3 separate regions of the Gossypium hirsutum genome follow, and regions 1 and 2 are each linked to region 3. The links are chromatin contacts, called in public Hi-C maps. All regions are on one chromosome and are shown on one strand. Each heading gives the region's core, a stretch centred on a gene start, on an enhancer-like site or on the middle of the called end of the contact. The rest is flanking DNA. Distances are from core to core; before and after follow the strand shown. Region 1 holds the start of LOC107947519 (heavy metal-associated isoprenylated plant protein 43). Region 2 holds the start of LOC107945829 (disease resistance RPP13-like protein 4). Region 3 holds the start of LOC107889782 (lipid phosphate phosphatase epsilon 2, chloroplastic).

Region 1 (3,569 bases), core at 794-3,293, 170 kb before region 3:
TAGAGGTCAACTTATTAAATGGGGCTCATTTGACCCACATAAACTAGATCGATTCGTGGAACTCGTGGAGAAGCGCATCTACTTAAAGTCTTGGTGGTCCAATGAAACACTCTAGTAAAACTAGAGTTACTTGGGTAAATAGTGTGAATCTTAAAGGGATAAAATTATATAAAGTATAAATCCCTTAGGAGTTTTAATTGTAGATGGGAACTAATCTTAACAGTTGATGTAAATCGATCTGTACTATTGAATTTGGAGTAGCTCAAACTATAAATAGAGGTCTCCCCCTTCATTAGTAATCAGGTCACTCATAGTTTGAATATATTTGTGAGCATATACTTAAACAATTGGCATACTATTTTTCTTTGGTTTTTCTATTATTCGTTGCTCTTTCGATTTGAGTTGCTTCCACTATAATTTGGTGCCTTAAAAGAATTCTATGAGAATTTTCACTTTGCGAGAGTTAAGCTAACTTGGGTGCATTTGAAGTAAAGAAATCGCTTAAGATCGTGCAGATTGCGAAACCAAAGGTCTAGCCCCATAACACTTACACCTAACCAAAAAGATTGACGACGACTCTTACTTTAATTTAAAACTCTCATGTTTTCTTAAATAAAAATTTTCCATATTTTAAAAAGCCTCAAGCTGAATTTTTCTTTTTGAATTTCAGCTTGAAAAAGAGTCACTACACTTTTCTTTTCTTTTTTTTTATTTTACTTTTTTCTTCTTCTCCTCTTTCCTTTTATATTAAAAAAAAACTAAGATTACTAATAATTGCAGTGGCAAAAATAACAACCCACAAGATTTAGGTTGTTAAGGAGAACAAAGAAATTTTTTTAAAAATAATTTCTTTAGCGTATCTGTATAGATTATTTCGTAATAAATTAATGTCTAATGAACAAAACATAATTTAAATCATATATAAATAATTATTTTTATAATTTGTCCTATTTAAAAATAGTAAAGTATCAATTCAAAAATATATTTTAAAAACATTTCAACATCTCTGATAAATATTGAAAACATCTGAGTTAAGTGGACCAGTTAAATAAAAAATTGGGAAAAAATCCATGGACACGTATACTCATTTTGTTCGTAGCAAAAGCAATTAAAGTCACCGACAAATAACTTTGATCTTCTAGTCTTAACTTATTGGATGGTGGTTAAAATTTTTGTTGAACACTTATTTGACATAATTAAAATAGCGTGATTCCATCTCCTACTCAATATTATATATATATATAAAAGTTTGTTCTGAAAAGCAAGTTTAAGTAAAAATAAATAAAATCATTTTTTTAAAAACAATCTCATTATATGTTCTGATCATATCTGCTCTTTTTGACACAATGCCTAGAACTATCATTAGTCCCTCCCCAACCTATAAATAGAATGATAGTACGCTTTAGCACACTTGAACCTACATCCTCTTACATTGACAACAATGTCTATGTCAATCAAGCTAAAATTAAATCAACATAACTACAACCAATTATTATTATCACATGATTGAGCACCCAACGTTGGGCTCATTATATCTATCCATATAGACTACAGGATAGTGGAATTGGGGATTTGGGTCAGTCTTCTTATCATCTTTCTTGGGCTCAGCCTTCTTCTCTTCGGGCTTCTTCTGGGGTTCCTTTGGAGGTGCTGGGGGAGGCCCTACAGTCACCAGCTCTACAAATTTCCCTACTTTTCTCGTTCGAACTATAATATCATATGGGTCTGCATCGCCTGTTACTGATATAGTTCCCTTGGCAGCGTCCACCTCTATCTTATCCACCCCTGCACACCAATAAATTTAACAATACGTACATAAATATTAATGTTTGATAAACATGTGTTCGGATACAGCTTCAAATTTTGCCATCAATTATTACAAAGCCAAAGAGGAATATGGTACTGTTTCTAGCCAAGTGTTTACCTTGTACTCCAGAGATTGCCTTAAGAAGCTTCTTCCTGCCTTTTTCGCCTGAGAGATCAACCTTCAAAACAGTCTTCTTTACCATGGAAACCAAACTAAAGTTTCTAAAATTTAAATCAAGAAAAACTCTTAGCTAGGTTAAGTATTGCAGCAGCATGATGATCTTATTTAAAGAGAAAGATGGGTATATATATATATATCAGATTCTTTGGTTTGTTCACCTGGACTCCATAGCAAGGGAGGTTTGTCCTATTGCCTGTTTACCTAGAACCTATCTAATTATATAATCACAAATAGTTTCAGGGTGGTGGATTCTTAGCATTTGACGTATATATGTTATCGTTTATATTTGGATGTGTTTGCTTAGACTGGCATTCTGCTTTCAGCATGCACCATCTGGTGCACTTACCCACTTAACAAGCCAAGAAACAGCAACTCATTGGAACCATCATCGCTAACCAAATCACATAGCAAATAGCAATCGATGAACTACAGACCAAAACCAAATTATATATTAATCAATGCTGTGGACCGTGGTGCAGATGATATTTACCTATAAAACAAATATAATTAATTCATTACATTTTTAAATAATAATCTAATTATCTTGAATGTATGTACGGAACATGTGATAACATAATTACTCCACTAACAAATGTGATGTTAAAGTTGGATTTAAGTCGGTGAGAATGTGAGATAGATTTGTGTTGTTTTAGTTATCTATACTGTACTACTTATATAAACAGAATGTCACAAGCATTTTTTATTATAACACGCGTCCTTTTTCTTATTTCCCCACTATAAGATAGAGGTAAAACCTCAACATTGATCCCTCTGCTATGTTAATGCTTAAGATTTAGTCTTGAAATATAAGTAGGTCCCAAGCGTTTCTGTCTGACGTCCTTTTTCCTTTTCCGCTATAGGATAGAGGTAAATTTTCAGCATTGAGCCCTCTGCTATGTTAAGATTTAGCATTTAGTCTTGATATTTTAATTTGGCATAATTTGATCATCTACTTTATCAATGACATTAATTGATTCAAATAGTTAACATCCTTAATTATTATGGTTAAAATGATGTCGTGAGCTTTTTTAAAAACACCTTTCTAACACACACAAAACGAATTTATTTTAGTATGATAAGTACACATTTTTAACACATAAAGAATTTATTTCAAAATGTTAAGTTTGAAATGATATTTTTACTCAAAATAATTAAGAGTACTAATTATTTGAAGTAAATAAAAATAGAACTAAATTAAATTAAATTAAATTAAATTAAAATATAAATATTAAATCTTAAATTTAAATATAGTAAAGAGATTATAATCATAATTTGAATTAAAAAGTTCTATACATAAAGCAATTATTTATCATTTGATTTAATAAAAAAATCATCTTTTTAGATAATATTTTTAATTAAAAATTTCGATCATAATTACTTTAATAAATATATACTACAGTTTCAATAAATATCAAATAAATAATTATAATATAATTAAAATTATATTAAAAAAATTTGAAGCCTATCTAAACGGCAAAAACATTCTAGTTTTTAATTAAAAGTTTTGACGAGGACGCGAATCAAGTAATATAGAAGTCTTGTTTATGGGTGGGTTGAAGTTGGGTTCGGATCAAATCTAAGT
Region 2 (4,015 bases), core at 350-2,849, 210 kb before region 3:
TGACGCAACTACCGTTTCCTTTAGGCAGCCCTTGAGAAATTCGTCCCCACCACGCAACATCTTCACCCCACACATCATCCATCACGATCAAATACCTCTTGCCTAAGAGATATTGGTTTATCTTTTTCAACAGTTCATTTGCATCATCCCCGACACTAGCATCACCTAAATTTCTCAACATACTTCTCATGATTTGTTCTTCAGTAAATGTCTGAGAGACTGAAATCCACATTCTCCTATCAAAGTGATCATCTATTTCTTTTTCAATATTGAACACTTTCTGAGCAATTGTGGTCTTGCCCAATCCACCCATTCCAACAACTCCAATTGCTAGTATTTCCTGCTTCCCTTCACGAGCCGCTTCAAATAACCAGTCTTTAATCTTCTTAGTATCAGCTTCTAGTCCAACAACCATAGTGTGATCATACACTTGAGAGCTCCATCTGGTCATTTGGTCCTTTCCATTTATGGCATTCGGTTGGAACAAAAGGGCCCCCCCAAGGAGTGATTGGATGTTCTGTTTAATCTGGGTAATTTCCCCAATAATTTCATTGATACGCTTCCCATTTTGATGCTTGAAATGAAGGACTGGTGGAGAGATATAAGTTAAGCAGCCATTGGAGAATAAGGCATCATCCCTTGATTGAAGTTGGCAATCCGCTAGTATATCTTCAGCTTCATAAATCAACTCTCGCAGAACGGCCAAGACCTTGTTTATAGTATCGTTCTTCCTCTTCAACCTATCTGCGTCCTTGAGGAAGCATTGCATCAATTGAAGCTCAGTTTGTAGTTTTTCAAATTGTTCCCTGAATTTAGTCACATAGAGGCCTTCCTCTGCAAGAGTGTTTAAAAGCTTCTCCAAGAACACACTGACAATTGCATCCGCCATGCTTTTTGGGTTTGCCTTACAAAAAAGAGAAAACTAGAAAGAACAAGACTAAATAAATTTTGGAGCTTTGGGTACTCAAAATCTAATCTGTTCAAGGCTTCCAAAAGAAAGAAAAGAAAACTAAACCAAGTGTGGGGAAGTTAATGATGCTTCAGCCACTAAAATTTTCATCATAAACACCCTAAACAACAACCTGGATCAATTAAAAGAACTAGAATTAGAAGGTTTTCTCCTATAAACGTACATGACCTGAACTTGTTCTTCGCGGTATGATAGGGAAAATGGAGGAGGAATTTAAAAGATAATAATGAAATCAAAGATCAAACATAAATATAGATAATGATAAAAGAATGTTAATCAGCTAATGTATGCAGGATAAAATAATCAAAACCTCATAGCAAACTTACAATTGAGAGATTCCTGGCAAGAAATCTATGGCACTTTCAAATTAAGGAGAAAACCCCAATAATATAAAAAGCTAAAGTGTAGAATGTCAAAGCGGATAGAATGGAATAGTTCGAAGGATCTTGTTCATACCTTGATTTACCGAAAAGTCCTTTATTTATGTAATACAATCGTGTAGAAGAAAAGATGCTATAAAGTTTGCAGCGTGAGGGTGTAATGGTACACAACAGTGAATAGTCGTGCAGACTAGTCAACGATGCGTATTTGGCTAATTGAATGACCATGAAACTGAAGAGAAACTTCCATCCCCCAAACTAGTCGCTTCCTTCCTACTAAACCTGTTGCTCGCCCGAAATTTACAAGTTTTGAGTCAGTAATTTGCGAAAAAAGTGTAATCTAATAATAAGTTTGAGTACCTGGAATCATTTTGTACAACTTTTATAAGCACGTTAGCTTGAGAAAACTGACCCGTCTTATTGGATTAGGTTGTCTATTCGTGTCTGATTGTTATAATAAGAGAAAAAGAAGATGAATGGAGGTTTTTTTTTATCATAATAACTCAAATAAATTAATTATTTACCAAAATGATCCACTTGTAAAATCATGTACGAAAATGATCCATTTTGAAAAGTGAACCTCGGTGCTACTGTTGTCATTGGCGGCATAGGATTAAAATGTAATTATATAAAATGTTTAGGGATTTAATGGAACAATTACCCTTTTTAGATTGAATAAAAAAAAGTGGCCCCAACCCTACTCGCGACACCCAATTAAAAGCTTTTTAATATTTTGATCTATTTGCATATATGATTCTTTTGAAATTAAATTTAAATAATCCACTTGCAAAATCATGTACGAAAATGATCCATTTTGAAAAGTGAACCTCGGTGCTACTGTTGTCATTGGCGGCATAGGATTAAAATGTAATTATATAAAATGTTTAGAGATTTAATGAAGCAATTACCCTTTTTAGGTTGAATAAAAAAAAGTTGCCCCAACCCTACTCGCGACACCCAATTAAAAGCTTTTTAATATTTTGATCTATTTACATATATGATCCTTTTGAAATTAAATTTAAATAATCCTTACCAAATATAAAAATAAAAAATAAATCCTTTTTATTTTAAAAAATAAACTTAAAAAATCTATATAAAATTCTTATTTAATTTTAATTTTAAAAGGGACAAACCTGTTGCTACCAATAGTCATGGCGCCACTCCTTTTCTATCCAATTTTAAAAAGATAATTGTTTCATATTATCCATAAACATTTTATATAATCACACTTTAGTTTGGTGTCGTCAATGACAACAGTGACACCTAATTTTTTTTAAAACTAGCCAATGATTGGCCCATTATGAAGGGTGGTGCAGTCATTTGCAACGACGATACTGAGGTTTACTGTTCAAAATAGGTCATTTTCGTACATGATTTTATAAGTGGATCATTTTCGTGAATAATTAATTAATTTAGATTATTTTGATAAAAGGATTAACATTTTCTATCATTGAATTGCATCCTTATTTATACAGGTTATTCTCAACCAATATTTTTAATAAATAGAAATTAATTTAAATTCGAATGCGAAATAACTAAAAATTAAAATATGAATTTAAAATAAAATTATCAACATTTATTGAAGCATGATCAAATTGTTGAAGAGCAAGTCCTCTCAAGTTGGGTGGGTGCAATAACACTGGATCAAATATCGATTGAATACTGGTTTAACAAGAGCTTTTATAAGAGTATCGGCAAGTTGACTAGTGTTGTGAGTGTGAGTGACAACAACCTTATTGATTTGCACTTGATTGCGAACATAATGAAAGTCTATTGCAATATGTTTCATGCGGCTGTGAAAGACTGAGTTGTGACAAAAGTAGGTGACACCAACATTGTAATCGATATGGGAGTGTGTAGCTCAAGAAGACGGTTTCTTACCCATGTGGTCTCTGCAGGTGCACTGGCAACTACTCCATACTCGACTTCGGTGGAAAATCAGGTAATTGTAGTTTGCTTCTCTGAGGACTAGCGTACCGATTTCAAATCCAAGTAAACAATGTAGATAGTAGTGGTTACACAATCATTTAGATTGTTGGCGTTTGCTTACATATAAAGATTAGTCTTTTTGTTCTTAGTAGTACGCAAATCATATTATGTTGTGAGATAACTTTTTATACCAGGATTTTAGGGCAACATCTTAAGCTAATGTGGAAAGACCACACTGCCTTCAATAAAAATAACATATGAAATTCAAGTGCGGATTTCAAGGTTAAGTCGCAGCTTCAAGAGGCTATTTGTCTTTCATTTTTCCAGCTTTTTTCACACCTTGCTATTTCGGAATATGATATTCCTTTATCTATAAAATACCTTGCAAAAATTTATTTAAAAAAAATCTAAAATAACACTAAAATAACTAAAAAGCATTAAAAATAAGCGAAGTTTTAATTTACAACAACTAATTGTAAATTCGACTAAAAACCTTGAATTGTACTAAAAATTACTTAGAAACAATGCAAATGTGGGCAAATAAAGGTTTAAAATATGTAGCAAATGTGGGCAAAGGCCTTTTGTGACATGTCGGAGTTGGTCTCGAAGAATGAGAAATTTGGTTTGCAATATATTTTGCAAAGGCTATGTGTAGACAATCCCAAACTTTTTAGACAGTTGAAGCAACAACAATGGTGGAAACGATAGTTGGATTAACATATGTTATGAGGGCATT
Region 3 (3,467 bases), core at 560-3,059:
ATTTACTATAACATAATTTTGTTAATAATTTTTTTAAATGATTAATAGTTTATACATCAAGTTTTAGTATTTTATTAAAGGGAAAGGTTTCACTTTAATTATTTAAATTTGATTAATTTTACACCATTTTATAATCATTAAATCAATATGAATATATCAAATTAAAATCTTTAATTTACATTAAAACCTTTTATTAAACATTTACCATTATTTTCCCCATTTCCTCTCCACGGTAAACCAAAACTTATGGATATCAATCACTATGTTGATATACTCCTAAATTGCATTATTTTCTCTGATTAAAAATATATATAGTACACCTTTTCCTTGCAAATATACGACTAAATTAGCTATATATGTCAAAACAAAAATTATTGGCTAAATAGGTCGATTTTTGAAAAATTAGGGAAATAGACCATTTTTAGGTTGAGTAAAAAAGTGCGCCTAGTTGGACGTGTTTTCTCTTTAAATTGTATTTTCTGAATTTTTTAATATAATTAGTTCCTTTAGTTAGATGGTTAAATGCTAGTGGAAACCCACGGTCCGAATCCATTAGTATGGAACATTTTCTTTTCCAAGTGAAATCCTCTAGTATATGAAAGAGTGAAAAAGTGCTTTCGTGAATGTAGGACAGCTATTTGAATGCTCGCTTGGTTTTTTTTTTTTAGTCTCAAGTTCAATTCCTCTCTCACTTACATTTATTTATTTTTATTTCATTTTGTTTTAAGCTTTTTATATTTTTAATTAATGTTTTTAACATGTTAGCTCCTTTGGTGAAATGATTAAATAATAATAATCTCATCCTTAAGACTCAAGTTCAATTCTCCTTTTCTAAATACATTTGTAATTTTTATTTCATGGTATTTCAAGCTTTTTTTAATTTTTAATTAATAAATATATTATTTTCAAATTTTTTATTTTTAATTAATAACTCTTTTATACATAAAATCAAATAATAAATATGAATATTATTATTTTTAATAAATATAATTTTTATATGTGTAATATTTATTTTTCAATCTATATCATGAGTGTAGTAAATTTTAGTATTATATATTATTGCATGTGTATTTAAAATATTTCACATATAAAAATATCTGAAATACCATACCAAAAATGTAGATGAAAAAATAATGATATTTGAAATATTTTACATATAAAAATAACAATTATATTTGAAATAATGACTTCATTTTATAAAATTAAAAATCATCATACCCACAATATGTGTAGAAAATAAATATTTGACATATAAAGAAAAATATATAAAAAAATTAGTTGATGCTTATATTATATATAAAGGAGTTATTAATTTCAAATATTTTTAACATAATGATATATGTAAAATATATTTATTATTTGATTTTATTAGTTAAAAAGACTAATTAAAAATAAAAAAATTGAAAATAATATATTTATTAATTAAAAAAAGTTGAAAATAATATGAAATAAAAATTAGAAATGTGTTTATAAAAGGGGAATTGAATTTGGTTGTCAAGGATGAAATTATTATTATTTAATTATTTAACTAAAGGAGCTGATATGTTAAAAATATTAATTAAAAATATAAAAATCTTAAAATAAAATGAAATAAAAAAATATAAATATGAGTGAGAGAAGAATTGAACATGAGACTTGAGGACAAAACCATCTAACCAAAAGAAAATAATTATATTAAAAAAAAGCTAGAAAATGCAGCTAGTGTTTTCCATAATTGAATATATTTTTACATATATATGACTAATTACGAAAAAAACATTTGCTACGCTAATAATATAAAATGCATCAAAAACGTTATAACACGTGGGAAAATCTTGTCGGAGATGGGACAGTGTCGTTCTCACCACACCTAACACTTCATAACTTAGGGTTCTAAAGAGATCCCCTTCTTGGAATTTTCTCATCCATTTGTTACTCTTCCAAACACCTCCAAAATATACAATTTCTTCTCTCTCCACGCTCCACACATTCTCTTCAATTTCAATAAATTAAATCTTTTATGAAATGTTTCTCTTCTTCTTCTTCTTCCATACTTCCTTTCCCTTCATCATCCTCCTCCGGCCTAGTACTTCCCAAAAACATGTCTCCGATTTCAACTCTTTCCCACCCTCTAGTCTTCAAATTCAATCTTAATTCTTCACCTAAGCTTCTTAAATCGTTTGACCCAGAGTTTTTCCTCCATCTCCGAACCCGCAAAACAAGTTCTCTTGGAGGAATTTTGACCGACAAAACTGGGGTGCGCGACTCTTCAAGAACTATGATTAAAACTTCTGTGTTAAAGGAGTCTAGGGACAGAGACGATGGGATTCAAGCGCTTGAACAAGAAGTAGAAGGTTTCATTGACGGATCAATGCGGGTTCAAGGTTTCGAGTCCACTTTGAATCGTCTGGTGAGTCTATTTGTTTCTATATATTTGGATATATTTATTTGGGCGTGTAATACTTTCCATGTTTACTGAGATGGAGGTTTTGGGTTTGTTGGGTGATAGAGCAAGTGGTTGGTGTCAGCTTTGTTTGGTGGGGTGATACTTTGGAGGCATGACGCGGAGGCTTTATGGATGGCGATGGGGTCGATTGTGAATGCGGTGCTCTCAGTTGGACTGAAACGGTTGCTGAATCAGGAGCGGCCAGTGGCCGGCCTTAAGTCCGACCCTGGGATGCCATCTTCTCATGCCCAATCCATATTCTTCACTGTCGTCTTCGCTATAGCTTCATGTGAGTAGGCCCTTGCTTTCACTTTCGCTTTAGACTGCCAAAACTGAGCGTAAGTTTTTAACGTAGTTCTGTATTTGGTATTTCACAGTATTGGAATGGCTAGGAAATAATGCACTTTCAGTGGGCATTTCCGTTCTGGCTCTGGCATTTGGTTCATATCTTGTAAGTAAAAATTCTGAAAACTATATTAAAAAGATTAGTCTTGGTTGTTTTAGCAGTAGAAAAAAGCTTTGATTTCTGAAGCTTGTGAAAATTGCATCTAATCTAGTTGCTGGTTTACAGTCATGGCTTCGAGTGTCACAAAAGCTTCATACGATGAATCAAATTCTTGTGGGTGCTGTGGTGGGTTCCATTTTCTCAGTTTTATGGTACCTGTCATGGGATGCTGTTGTTTTGGAAGCATTTAGCTCCTCGCTGTGGGTAAGGGTCATTGTTCTTTTGGCTTGTGCTGGATTTGGCCTAGGCTTTCTTACATATGTGATACAATATTGGCTCCAGGATGAAAGATAGACTATGTATTTGCGTTGTAAACCAGTTTTATTAATACAAGTCATTTGATTCCATCTCAACAGTTTCAAACTGTCAGAAATGCTTAGTCATCACAAGCTCTGGCATAAGAAAACAATGTATTTGGAACTATTGACACTATTTGTCTTTACAGAGCACAAAAGAGAAACATAAACATGAATTCCTTGAACCCCAAATATCATTGACTGGTTAATGCAATTATGTTTGGGGCTTACTTTATAATCT

Evidence for each region. A called contact is a pair of places that touch in the nucleus more often than the background predicts.
Region 1: a contact with region 3 is called in a Hi-C map of leaf, with 5 times the contacts expected there. The contact joins the promoter of LOC107947519 here to the promoter of LOC107889782 in region 3. A contact is called at or near these places in 4 of 34 Hi-C or Micro-C datasets (all in leaf).
Region 2: a Hi-C map of leaf shows a contact between it and region 3, with 2.1 times the contacts expected there. The contact joins the promoter of LOC107945829 here to the promoter of LOC107889782 in region 3. A contact is called at or near these places in 3 of 34 Hi-C or Micro-C datasets (leaf and seedling).

What each region holds. Positions count from the first base shown.
Region 1 is chrD12:11,293,373-11,296,941 of Gossypium_hirsutum_v2.1, forward strand. LOC107947519 (heavy metal-associated isoprenylated plant protein 43) reads right to left here and starts at 2,044. Exons shown (of 2, transcript XM_016882149.2): 1 at 1,925-2,044; 2 at 1,341-1,785. The coding sequence starts at 2,009. The coding sequence ends at 1,499.
Region 2 is chrD12:11,250,760-11,254,774 of Gossypium_hirsutum_v2.1, forward strand. It overlaps LOC107945829 (disease resistance RPP13-like protein 4), which reads right to left and starts at 1,600. Exons shown (of 2, transcript XM_041108461.1): 1 at 1,297-1,600; 2 at 1-922. The coding sequence starts at 889.
Region 3 is chrD12:11,464,417-11,467,883 of Gossypium_hirsutum_v2.1, forward strand. It overlaps LOC107889782 (lipid phosphate phosphatase epsilon 2, chloroplastic), which reads left to right and starts at 1,810. Exons shown (of 4, transcript XM_016814342.2): 1 at 1,810-2,389; 2 at 2,489-2,714; 3 at 2,803-2,876; 4 at 2,997-3,277. The coding sequence starts at 2,000. The coding sequence ends at 3,224. LOC107889781 reads right to left here. Exons shown (of 4, transcript XM_016814341.2): 4 at 3,250-3,467.